3 separate regions of the Mus musculus genome follow, and all the other regions are linked to region 3. A link is a contact called in public HiChIP or PLAC-seq and Micro-C data. All regions are on one chromosome and are shown on one strand. Each heading gives the region's core, a stretch centred on a gene start, on an enhancer-like site or on the middle of the called end of the contact. The rest is flanking DNA. Distances are from core to core; before and after follow the strand shown.

What was found. Hi-C and Micro-C count contacts between places; a contact is called where the count stands out from the background. HiChIP or PLAC-seq counts read pairs in DNA pulled down with a chosen protein or histone mark.
Region 1: a Micro-C map of muscle stem cells shows a contact between it and region 3, with 6 times the contacts expected there. The contact joins the promoter of Antxr2 here to the promoter of Bmp2k in region 3. A contact is called at or near these places in 3 of 39 promoter capture datasets (liver and pre-B cells), 2 of 484 Hi-C or Micro-C datasets (muscle stem cells and pre-B cells), 4 of 115 datasets of contacts at active chromatin or transcription factors (the 230-238 cell line, embryonic stem cells, large pre-B cells and 1 more) and 2 of 9 other capture datasets (adipose tissue and liver).
Region 2: an H3K27ac HiChIP or PLAC-seq map of embryonic stem cells shows a contact between it and region 3, with 6 times the contacts expected there. The contact joins the promoter of 1700010H22Rik here to the promoter of Bmp2k in region 3. A contact is called at or near these places in 1 of 39 promoter capture datasets (hippocampal neurons) and 1 of 115 datasets of contacts at active chromatin or transcription factors (embryonic stem cells).

The regions. Positions count from the first base shown.
Region 1 is chr5:98,029,621-98,032,858 of GRCm38.p6, forward strand. Antxr2 (anthrax toxin receptor 2) reads right to left here and starts at 1,397. Exons shown (of 17, transcript NM_133738.2): 1 at 778-1,397; 2 at 1-35. The coding sequence starts at 929. It also overlaps Gm42759.
Region 2 is chr5:98,566,790-98,570,108 of GRCm38.p6, forward strand. 1700010H22Rik (a long non-coding RNA gene) reads right to left here and starts at 1,768. Exons shown (of 5, transcript XR_003955945.1): 1 at 1-1,768. The region is part of intron 3 of Cfap299 (cilia and flagella associated protein 299); the gene reads left to right. It overlaps Gm42122 (a long non-coding RNA gene), which reads left to right and starts at 290. Exons shown (of 3, transcript XR_880449.1): 1 at 290-339.
Region 3 is chr5:96,996,196-96,999,664 of GRCm38.p6, forward strand. Bmp2k (BMP2 inducible kinase) reads left to right here and starts at 1,494. Exons shown (of 16, transcript NM_080708.1): 1 at 1,494-1,901. The coding sequence starts at 1,733.

The sequences.
Region 1 (3,238 bases), core at 147-2,646, 1.0 Mb after region 3:
AAATTTCAATCCAGTTATTTGCTACACTGCCAGACCTGAAAAAGGAAGATAAATTGATCAGAAAGACAAAAAGTGGGCCTTAATGGCAAACATTTCTTCAGTTTTAAAAGGCGCATGATGGGGGGTGGAGGTCGGGGGTCAGGGATAGGGGGCGGGGACTGACTCCCCTCTTCAAAGTTAAGTGTGCTTGTTCATGTCCATGTTCAGAGCTGAAACTTTAGTGTTTGGGCTGAATCAAGGAAACCAGGAAGACCACACTTCTTGGGGGGGGGGGGGGGGACACTTGCTTTGTACTGTTTAGAGAGAGACCTGGCTTTTCAAAATAAAAACACAAGCCCTCATTTCTCAGGAAATGCAAGCCACATTGGGTATATTAAGGCTTTCCCCCCCCCCCCCTGGCTCCCAGTGTGATCAGGATAAAATTAGGCAAACTTTAGAATGTCCGTGGGGGTCTAGGGGGAGTATGATAAAGAGGCACAAAAGTTCCTGGGAGGAAACGAGCTGCAGGTGGCCACACTACCGTTTCCCAAAAGATTCCAGGACAAAAAAAGCACTGCACGCCTCTCCTTTGGAGAACCAAGTAGCCCTGGAGTCTCGCAGCCCCTATTCCTGTACAGCTAATGAGCTTGCCTTTGAAAGGAGTCAGCCACATGCACACTAGGGAGAGTTCCCTCGTCGCCTCCCCCAGAATCCAAACACATCTCAACTTCAGTCCTAGCTGATTCAGAGCTGCCCTCCCCCCAGGAGACCCTGACCCCACAGTCCTCCTTCACTCACTTGTCCAGTACGAAGTACAAATCGAAGGCTTTTTTGCAAGAGGGCTGCTCCTGGGCTTGCAGCAACGACCCCGGACCGCCCACAGCCAACAACCACAGGCCAGGGAACAGCCAGCTCCCAGGGCTGCGCGCCCGGGACCGACCGGCCACCATCCTGTGGCCGGGGCCCGGCAGCTCTCTCTGGCTCACAGTCCCTTGGGCTCGGGGTTCTGGGCTCCGGGCTTCACAGAGCAGAGACGTGAAAGAGGCGGAGTCACCGGGGACTCGCCCGGGGGTCAGAGGCTGAGCGGGGCTGGGATGCCCTCTCCAAGCTCAGAGCCACCCAACAGCTGCCACTGAGGAGAGAGAGCGAGGTCCTGGGAGGACAAAGAGAGTCTCCGCAGCCGCCACAGCTGCCGCCGGAACTCTGGGCAAATCCCAGTGGACAGAGTCCAGTTCTCCCACTCCGGATTCCGGAGAGTTGCTGCAGACAATGAGGCCCGCAGCGACAGCTCTCGGGACAAGTTCCTCGCCTCCCGCTGAGTCTCCGGCGCCCACCCGGGAGCAGAAAGGCTGGCGTCTAGCTGCGGTGGTGAGCTGCGGGACAGGCACCCGCGGACCCCACGATCGCCGCGGGAACTCAGCCGAGTCCTCCTCTTCCGCCTCTCTTCCTCGGACCGCCCAACTCCTCGCGGCACTTTATAACTTTCTTCCCTGCCCCAACCTGGCGCCGCGCCGCGCGGGGCGAGCCTCTGCAGCCCGGGATGCTAAGCACCCGGGGGAGCGGCAGGCCGCCGGGCACCTCAGGCCTGGGGGGTGGGAGTGGGCGCTGACCGGTCTGCTCGTGCGAGCCCGAGGGCGGGGCGCCGGGAGGAAGCCCGACGAGCCACACAAGCACACTTGAGGGTTCGTGCTGAGCAGCGGATGACTAACGCCTGCCAGATTTCGGAAGGGAGAGAGGAGTTCTGAAAAACAAACGTCCTCTAGATACTAAACATATCCAACTCTCCCGCAAGCCTGGCCCGGCCTGTTTTCCCCAGCTGTGCTGGAACGGCCCTCCGCGTGGTTTAGAGACTCAGGACCAGCTGTCTCCTGGATAGTGACGGCCTTATGCCTCATCCCTCCGCACCTTTCATCCATCACACACCGACCTAGTGACGCAGGATTTAAGGTTTAAGAAAGGGGACTTCCTCTTTTCTTTCTCTTTTTTTTTCTATTTGATAATTTTTCCATTTTTCATTAATTCTGAGAGTTTCATGCGACGTGTACTGATCATATATATTTTTCACACACACACACCCAACACCTCCCTACCCCTAACTCCTCTGAAATCAACCCTCACCTCCCTACACACACCTCAACTTCGTGTCCCTTTTGTCAAGAACCCATAGACTCCAATTTGAGCAGTCTATATACTCCTGGTCCACGTGGGGACCATTCAATGGAGTAGGTTTAGCCTTCAAAGAACCACACCCTTAAAGAAAACCATAGCCCCACTCGGAAGCCTTCTACTGTGCATAGCTCCAGGGTGACCGGTGGGATTTCATTAAAAAAAAAAAAAAAAAAAAAAAGTTTCCCACTCCATGCTAGCAGGTTGACTGGCTTGATCTTCTGAGGATATTGTGCGACAACCTCAGCGGCTGTGTGTTCATGCATGCAGCAATCCCGTCATGCCCAGAGGCCAGCGCTGAGCTGTAGTGCCCCTGACCTAGAGTTCTGTGAATCTTTTCACTCACCTTACTCCCACCCTTTGTGGATTGTCCTGGAACGTTAAGGAGGGCTTGTGATTTGTATGTCCCATTTGTGGCTGGGCAATCCACGAGCATTTATTCTCTTCGATTTGACCATTTGTGGGTTTGTGCATTAACCACCATCCCCTGCACTGAGAAACTTGTCTGATGAGGTCTCAGAGTTGCGCTGGCTGATCTACAAGTAGAGAGACATGAATTCAGAGGGTCGTTTGCTTTGATGTCCATTTATTTGACATCAAAGTAATAGGTTCATTCCTGTGGCCCATGAGCACCACAGCCACAGGCTCTTGGAGTATCTTGGAGAAAGATACGTTTCTTTCTGTGGAGTGAGCCTTAATCCCAATCAGAAAACAGTTATCACCCTATATTGTAGAAATGAGCATATCTCTCCATGTTAGCCATTCCTGTGGCTTGCAGGCTTCACTGGTAGGCAGGACTATTGATGGCTTTTCTCTCTTGGCAGCTCACATAATCAATTCTAAGACTATAAGAGCTAGATTTCGGGAGACTACAGGTCAGTTCCAGATGGGTTCCTCAAAGTCCTGTGTCCAAAATGCATGGTGTCTACAGCTAAAGGGTCTTGACATCAAGTTCCGGTAGGCAACCAAGAGTAATGGTAATAGCCTGTATTGATTTTGGGACACCTGTGATCAACAACTTAAAGGAAGGTTATCCCACACCCCACTGGGCTTTTAATTTGCATCTCTCCCAGCCAAGACAAAGCTAGGAGCC
Region 2 (3,319 bases), core at 518-3,017, 1.6 Mb after region 3:
TTTATTTTCTTGAAGTGTTTGAAACGGTGAGTAGGCAGCCAGCCTGATGACACAGCTGTTGAGAAGACCAGACACAAAGAAAGCCCAGCACTTTTCTCAAAGCAAGCTTGAGACTGTAATTACGTGTTAGCCACTGGAATTACAAACACTGGTCCTTGAGAAGAGAGCTGGAAAGCTGCCAGCTTCTTTTTAGAAAACCTATTCATAGACATCACAAAGAAACTTGGAATTTGTCATGCCCCTCCCCCCACCTTTATTGAGATGCAGGTCCCCCACCCCCACCCCGACCCCCTGCTCCACTCTGACTGAGTAGGGTTTCTTGGTGTTTCTGGATTTGAGGTAGGAGTGGAGTGGCTGGAACTTGTCTTAGTGATCTCCCAGCTTTCTGAATGAGCAACTGCACCCAACTGCTCCACATCATATGAATATGCAAAGACTGATGTTCAGGTCCAGTGAGAATAAAGTGTAACTTTTCCCTTTAGCTACCTACGTTTTAATATTGAATACTTTTTTTTTAAAGATTCTGTTTCTTTTTGTATTATTATTAGATATTTTCTTTATATACATTTCAAATTTCAAATGCTATCCCGAAATTTCCCTATACCCTCCCTCCGCCCTGCTCCCCTACCCACCCACTCCCGCTTCTTGGCCCTGGCATTCCCCTGTACTGGGGCATATAAAGTTTGCAATACCAAGGGACCTCTCTTCACAGTGATGGCCAACTAGGCCATCTTCTGCTATATATGCAGCTAGAGACACAAGCTCTGGGGGTACTGGTTAGTTCATATTGTTGTTCCACCTATAGGGTTGCAGACCCCTTCAGTTCCTTGGGTACTTTCTCTAGCTTCTCCATTTGGGGCCCTATGTTCCATCTTATAGATGACTGTGAGCATCCACTTCTGTATTTGCCAGGCACTGACATAGCCTCATATGAGACAGCTATACCAGGGCCCCTTCATCAAAATCTTGCTGGCATATGCAAACCATATGGTTTGGTGGCTGATTATGGAATGGATCCCCTGGTAGGGTAGTCTCTGGATAGTCCATCCTTTCTTCTTAGCTCCAAACTTTGTCTCCATAACTCCTTTCATGGGTATTTTGTTCCCTATTCTAAGGAGGAATGAAGTATCCACCCATTGGCCTTCCCTCTTTTTGATTTTCTTGTGTTTTGCAAATTGTATCTTAGGTGTTCTATGCTTCTGGGCTAATATTGAATACTTTTAATGCTTTAACAAATTGGCTGTAGTGTGATGCTAAATAAGACAGAATATTGTTGCCCTGGGACCACTAAGATATATTTCTGGTTACTTCTTAGATGCTTTGGAAATTTCTAGAAATTACCCGTGAAAGCTAGAGGATTTCTTGCCTTTGAAGATTTTCTTAGCAATTATTTTTATTCTTTGATGAGCAACCCTCCCCAAATTGTCAGCTCTGGCTGTGGATATGGGTGATGGTCATTTGCTCTTGTCAAAGTCCGTGAGACACGGTGCCCTTTCCCTTACTTTCCTCATTACTAGTACACTGCTAAAGCCCTGCTAATTTTTTGTTCATATTCACTTACCTATGTTTTAATCAGCTCCTCTTTCCCACAAACCTGTTTGTCCATCTCCACCAATACTGAATAAGTCCTATTTGCTTTCAAGTTACTGCTCCTGTTCTGCATTTTGTTTTGGCGTTGGTGGAAGACTGGTCATTAAGTCACCATGTGAAACAATTCCTTTATCCCTACCCCAAGTAGCTGCTCCCACATATGCAGTGGAAGAAAGACACAAGCAGCAGCTGCCTTAAGGGGTGCTCTTGACTAGTTCCAGTGCAGGTGAGTGAGCAAGTGAAGTGAGAATCTCAAAGCAGAGCCTTGCAGAGCCGGTGAGCTCAAGAATACGAGAGAGACACTGGCTCAGCTTGGCAACCAAGTGAACCCTCTTCGTCAAGTGGAAACTCAAGGGTTCTCTAGAATGGCATTTGTGTTGGATGGTATTCTGTGGGAGCCAACACTTGAAGGAGTGTTTTCCTGAAGTGGACACAAGCGAAAAGATGTTTTGCTTAAATACACACCTGAAGGAGCATTTCCCTGAAGCAGACACAGGTGAAAGGATGTTTTGCTAAAGCAAAGGAGGTGGGATGAAGGATTCTTTGCTCATAACCTGTATGTGTTAGTTTGTTGTATGTGTTGTTGAGCTCCGTTTGTTGTGACTCCATAAAGAGAAATGCACCCAAAAGCTTCTTGAGAGGTTCCTGTGGTTTCCTGTGGCTGCTCCTGCAGACTTGGGCTGATTGGCAGAGTGACACAGCTGAGACAGACTCACTGGGGTTTTGCTAAGACAGACTTAGTTGCTGAGGCAAGACACCTGGTGAGGCAAGACCTATGGAGGACATGTGCTGGTTAGAGGGAGTATAAATAGGATCCAAAGGGCAGTGACAGGGGCTTGGCTTGTTTGCATAGCTAGCTTTGTAATGCTTTTTTTTTTTCTCCACTCTGCTAAGATGGGCAAGTTGGGAACCTACTTCTGGTGTCCCTGGTGGTCTGTTTTCTTCTGCTGACTCATTCCAATTCAGCTGAGGCCGAGCTGTTTCTGCTAGGTTGTGCCACACTGCTGATTTGTGTTTGCTATGCTGACAGTACCGAGTTGGACTGCTGGTGTGTCTGTGAAGTGTTTGTGAGTGGATCAAGCTGCCACTGCCCAACTGCTGATTTCCTGATAACGCAGATGGGATTTGTTCCAAAGAACAATATCTAAGCAGGTCCACTTCTTCCGTATCCTAATAACTTTTCTTTTACCTCTGGTGGGTGGTGGGCTAGAAGAGAGGTTAGAGCATTTAAGAGCCGTTATTAAAAATAGGGTTGAGAAAAAAATTTAAGCTTACATCTTGCAGAAAAGCAGATTCATCCACAGCTTCTAATGTCCCCTGGTAGTCTTTTTCCCTTTCTTTGGTGAGGACAAATATGGGTAGATGGTACTATATTTCCTCCTGCTCTTTGACCAATCTCACCCCAACTTTCCTATCATTTTGTCCCACACAGAGCCTTCAGAAGGCCCTTCTTACTCTCTGCCCTTAACTCTTTGATTGGGAATAAATACTTCTCTAAGCCCACATTCCATCCCTTTCTTTTCTTCTCCGTCCTCTCTCCCTTCCTGTTGTTCTTCTGGTAACCGTATACTGTGTTTGCTTTCCACATTTATGCCCAGTGATCTCTGTGAAGACAAGGGAAGGAAATGTGTGTCTTATATTTCATTCTTGTCTGAACTGGAAGTTTGTCTTCCTTCAAAACAATCACAATGGTCACTGAGACTGTACTTTGGTTATTTCTGTCTGAAAC
Region 3 (3,469 bases), core at 244-2,743:
AACAGCGGCGGAGAAAACATCATTAGGCTGATATTTGAGAAAATTGGAGAAATATTACACTATGGGTAGAGAGAAAAATTTACATTTTTTAGCTTAAGAAATTGGGAACTTCAAGCACCGTTATTATTATTTTAAATTAAAAGATCTTGGCATGCATTCCAGGCTGGCCTCCGATTCGTGGTTCTCTTGCTTCAGCTAGAATTAGCCTCGGGCTACCGAACCTATTTTCTATAGAGGCCAAGCTAGGCCTGATGGCGAGGCTTGCTCATAATCCCAGTACTAGGGGGCACAATGGCAGAGACAGGAAGATCACAAGTTTAAGGCTATCTCTGGTAGCTAATGAGGTCCAGGCCAGCTCAGGCTGTATGTGACTCCATGTCCAGGAAGTGGGCTGGAGCGAAAATCCTTCTCTTTGCACATTTTCTCCATTTTGCCATCCTTTCCACTCCCACATGCCCTCTGCCCGAATTCCTGTGCCCTTCCCACTGGCATGAGACTCTTGCAGTTTATGAAAAGTGAGGCAATCGGGAGTTCTTTTTCCAACGGGCGAATCTTTTGTTCGGGTGGGGTCAGAGATTGGTGCTGCCTCTGTTTCCAAACAGTCCTAAGTCTGCCGGCCTGGACTAAGGATCTGACCCTAACCTACTTTTTCAGAATGGCTGAAAGCGAGTAACTAAGACTTTTGATGCTCCAGGCCACAAGCCAGCTGTGTGACCTTGGGCGACAGGGTTACGTCTTCTCCAGCCAATGGCGATTAATGATATTTAAAAATCTTAATATCTTTTTCTGAACACAATCGCACGGCTCCGACATTGTACACACAGAGCTTTTAAAGCTCTCCCAAGTAATTCTTAAACCGCAGAACGCTTCTGAGAGCAAACATCCGGTACAGTGCGAGGACACCTGGGCTTCGCAAGTCGCCCCGTGGGAACCTGCGAGCTTCGCGCTGCTCCTCCGCCCACGCTCCGGGGAGCCCTGGAAAACCGATCCTCTCGGGATAGAGTCTGGAAAACTGGCTGAGACTCGAAGCCGGCAGCTTCCGAGAGTGGGTCACGCTGCTGGCGGCATTTAAGGACTCCAGAGCGGCACACACAATTCCAACCCGAGTAGCCCCACCGATCCGCGTGGGTTCCACCTCCTTGATAACCCGGACCCCGGACTTCACCCCTAGCCCCAGCCCCCACGTCGATGTGCCCGTTCCTCCTCCACGTGACACGGGCCGGAACCGTCACTTCCGGCGGCGGGGACAGCGCGCTTGCGCGCGGGGCTCGGCGCCCGGCTCTGCAAGCGGTTGGCACCGGCGCCGCGCCCCCCAACAGCCGCAAGGGGCGGGCGGCATCGGTGTGAGCCGGGCCGGGCCGAGCTGCGGTCTCCAGGGCACGCAGGCCGCCGGGCCTAGCGCCACGCCCCCCTCGGCCGGCCCCTCCCTCTTCCCGGGCAGCTCGCGCCCCGCGCGCCAGGCTCCGCCCCGGCCCCGCCCCGGCCCCGCCCTCCCCGCTGGCTCTGCGGGCGCCGGGCAGCTGCAGCGGGCGGCCAGGGCTGCGCGCTCGGGACGCGCGGAATGTGAGGCGCGGCGAGCCGCTGCGCACCGACGCTCGCGCGCGCGAAGGGCGGCGACCCCTCGAAGACGGTCGGCCGCGCCCGGCGCTCCGCTGTGCGACGCGCGGGTCTGGGCTCTCGCCCTCGCGCGCCCTAGTGCCCTCCTGGTGCCCTCCAGCGCGCCGGCGGGACCATGAAGAAGTTCTCTCGGATGCCCAAGTCGGAGGGCAGCGGCGGCGGGGCGGCGGCTGGCGGGGCCGCGGGCGGCGGGCTCGGCGGCGGCTTCGCAAGCTCGTCCATGGGGGTCCGGGTGTTCGCCGTCGGCCGCTACCAGGTCACCCTGGAGGAGTCGCTGGCCGAAGGTACGGGCGCGGCGGGAGGCAGGTGAGGGAGGCCGGGGTGTGGCGGCGGCTGCGGGGCCGGCCCGGCGGCGGCTGGACAGTGGCTCCGGTGTGAAGCCGCTGGCAGCTCCGGTGCGGGCACGATTGCCTGCTTAGGAGTTTGAAATCTTTCTCTGTTCTTCCTGGCGCGAGGAAAGAAATAGAAGACGTCCCAGTAAGTGATGTGGTGTCATGATTGGACCCGTGACTCATTAGGGGGTCAGATGGAGCAGTGCTGGGACACTGTCTGGCCGGTGTCCTGCGTTGCTTTCGGGTCCGAGCCTCCCGGACTTCCAGGGCGGTGGACTCCGCTGGGGTTTGTTTCTGCTAAAAACCAAAACAAAACAGGACTCCCAAACCACTGTATATGGCTATATGTATACAGATAATATGTCTCTCTCTCTCTCTCTCTCTGTGTATGTGTGTGTGTGTTGGCACGGTCTTCCAAGTTCAGTGGCTGCTTAGGGGTGGCGTGTGGGAGTAAACTTGAAGCACGTTTATCTTCGTTGTTTAGAATCTTCACACAAGGTCCCGTTTTTTGTCCTCTCTGTGTCATTTTGTTAGTACTTTAACAGGCAAAGTGGAACAGTTTAACTTTTCCATGTGAGGTTTTGGTGGCTCTTTTATTGTCTGAAGGAGGTTATGACAGCGTGTAAAAGCATAGCTAGGGAAAACAAAGTTTACTCCGTGTTAAAAATATTTCTTGACTTTAGTTTTGTATCTCTGGTGTAATTGGTTTGTAGAAAATACTTTCTGATTTCTTATTGCATGCCTTGACCTCTGAAGTTTTGAATGTGGAATATTAAGAAATATGTTGAAAAAGTCCCTGAGAAATAATCTCTTGTATGTATGTGAGTGACTTAAAAATAAGAATAAGAAAACCAGAGACTGTAGGGAGCCGTCTTGATATTCTGTGTTTGAAAAACAAGGCAGCTCCCATTTGTAGTTTTGAAATTCCATGAACAAAAGGAACCAGCACAAGAAAGAGCTGAGGGCTTCTGTCTATAAAATAAAGGAAAAGCAGACTTACATTATCAGGAGTGTGTGTCTTGATTTTGTAGGCCATTGTTCACATTAACAGCACCGCCCCCCCCTTCTGAACATTGGTGAAGTGGAGGGACGAGATTGCCAGATTTTGAGAAGGGTTTCTGAGTGGTTTTGATAGGTTTGTTCTATTGCAAACTTTGCTAGCTATTGATTCAAGAGGAATTTCAAGTGTGAACTAAGTTGGGTAGGTGTTAGCATCGGTGGCTGTCAACTCACGAGTATACTGTCAGTTGTTCAGTAGTACACTGAAGTGTAGCTTGAATGGTGTTAGCCCTTCTCACTGAGTTTCAGGTCTCTTAGTATTAAGAAAAGTACTAACATTTCATCAGTAGACTGTAAATCTTATAGCCCTCACTCTGTTACTCAGTAACGGAGCATTGATATCACTGTTAGAGTGTTCAGTGTGTGTGTGTGTGTGTGTGTGTGTGTGTGTACGCGTGCATGTGCAAGAGGACACACACATGAAGGTAGGCCCGTCACACCAGACTTGAGACAGTTCTGCT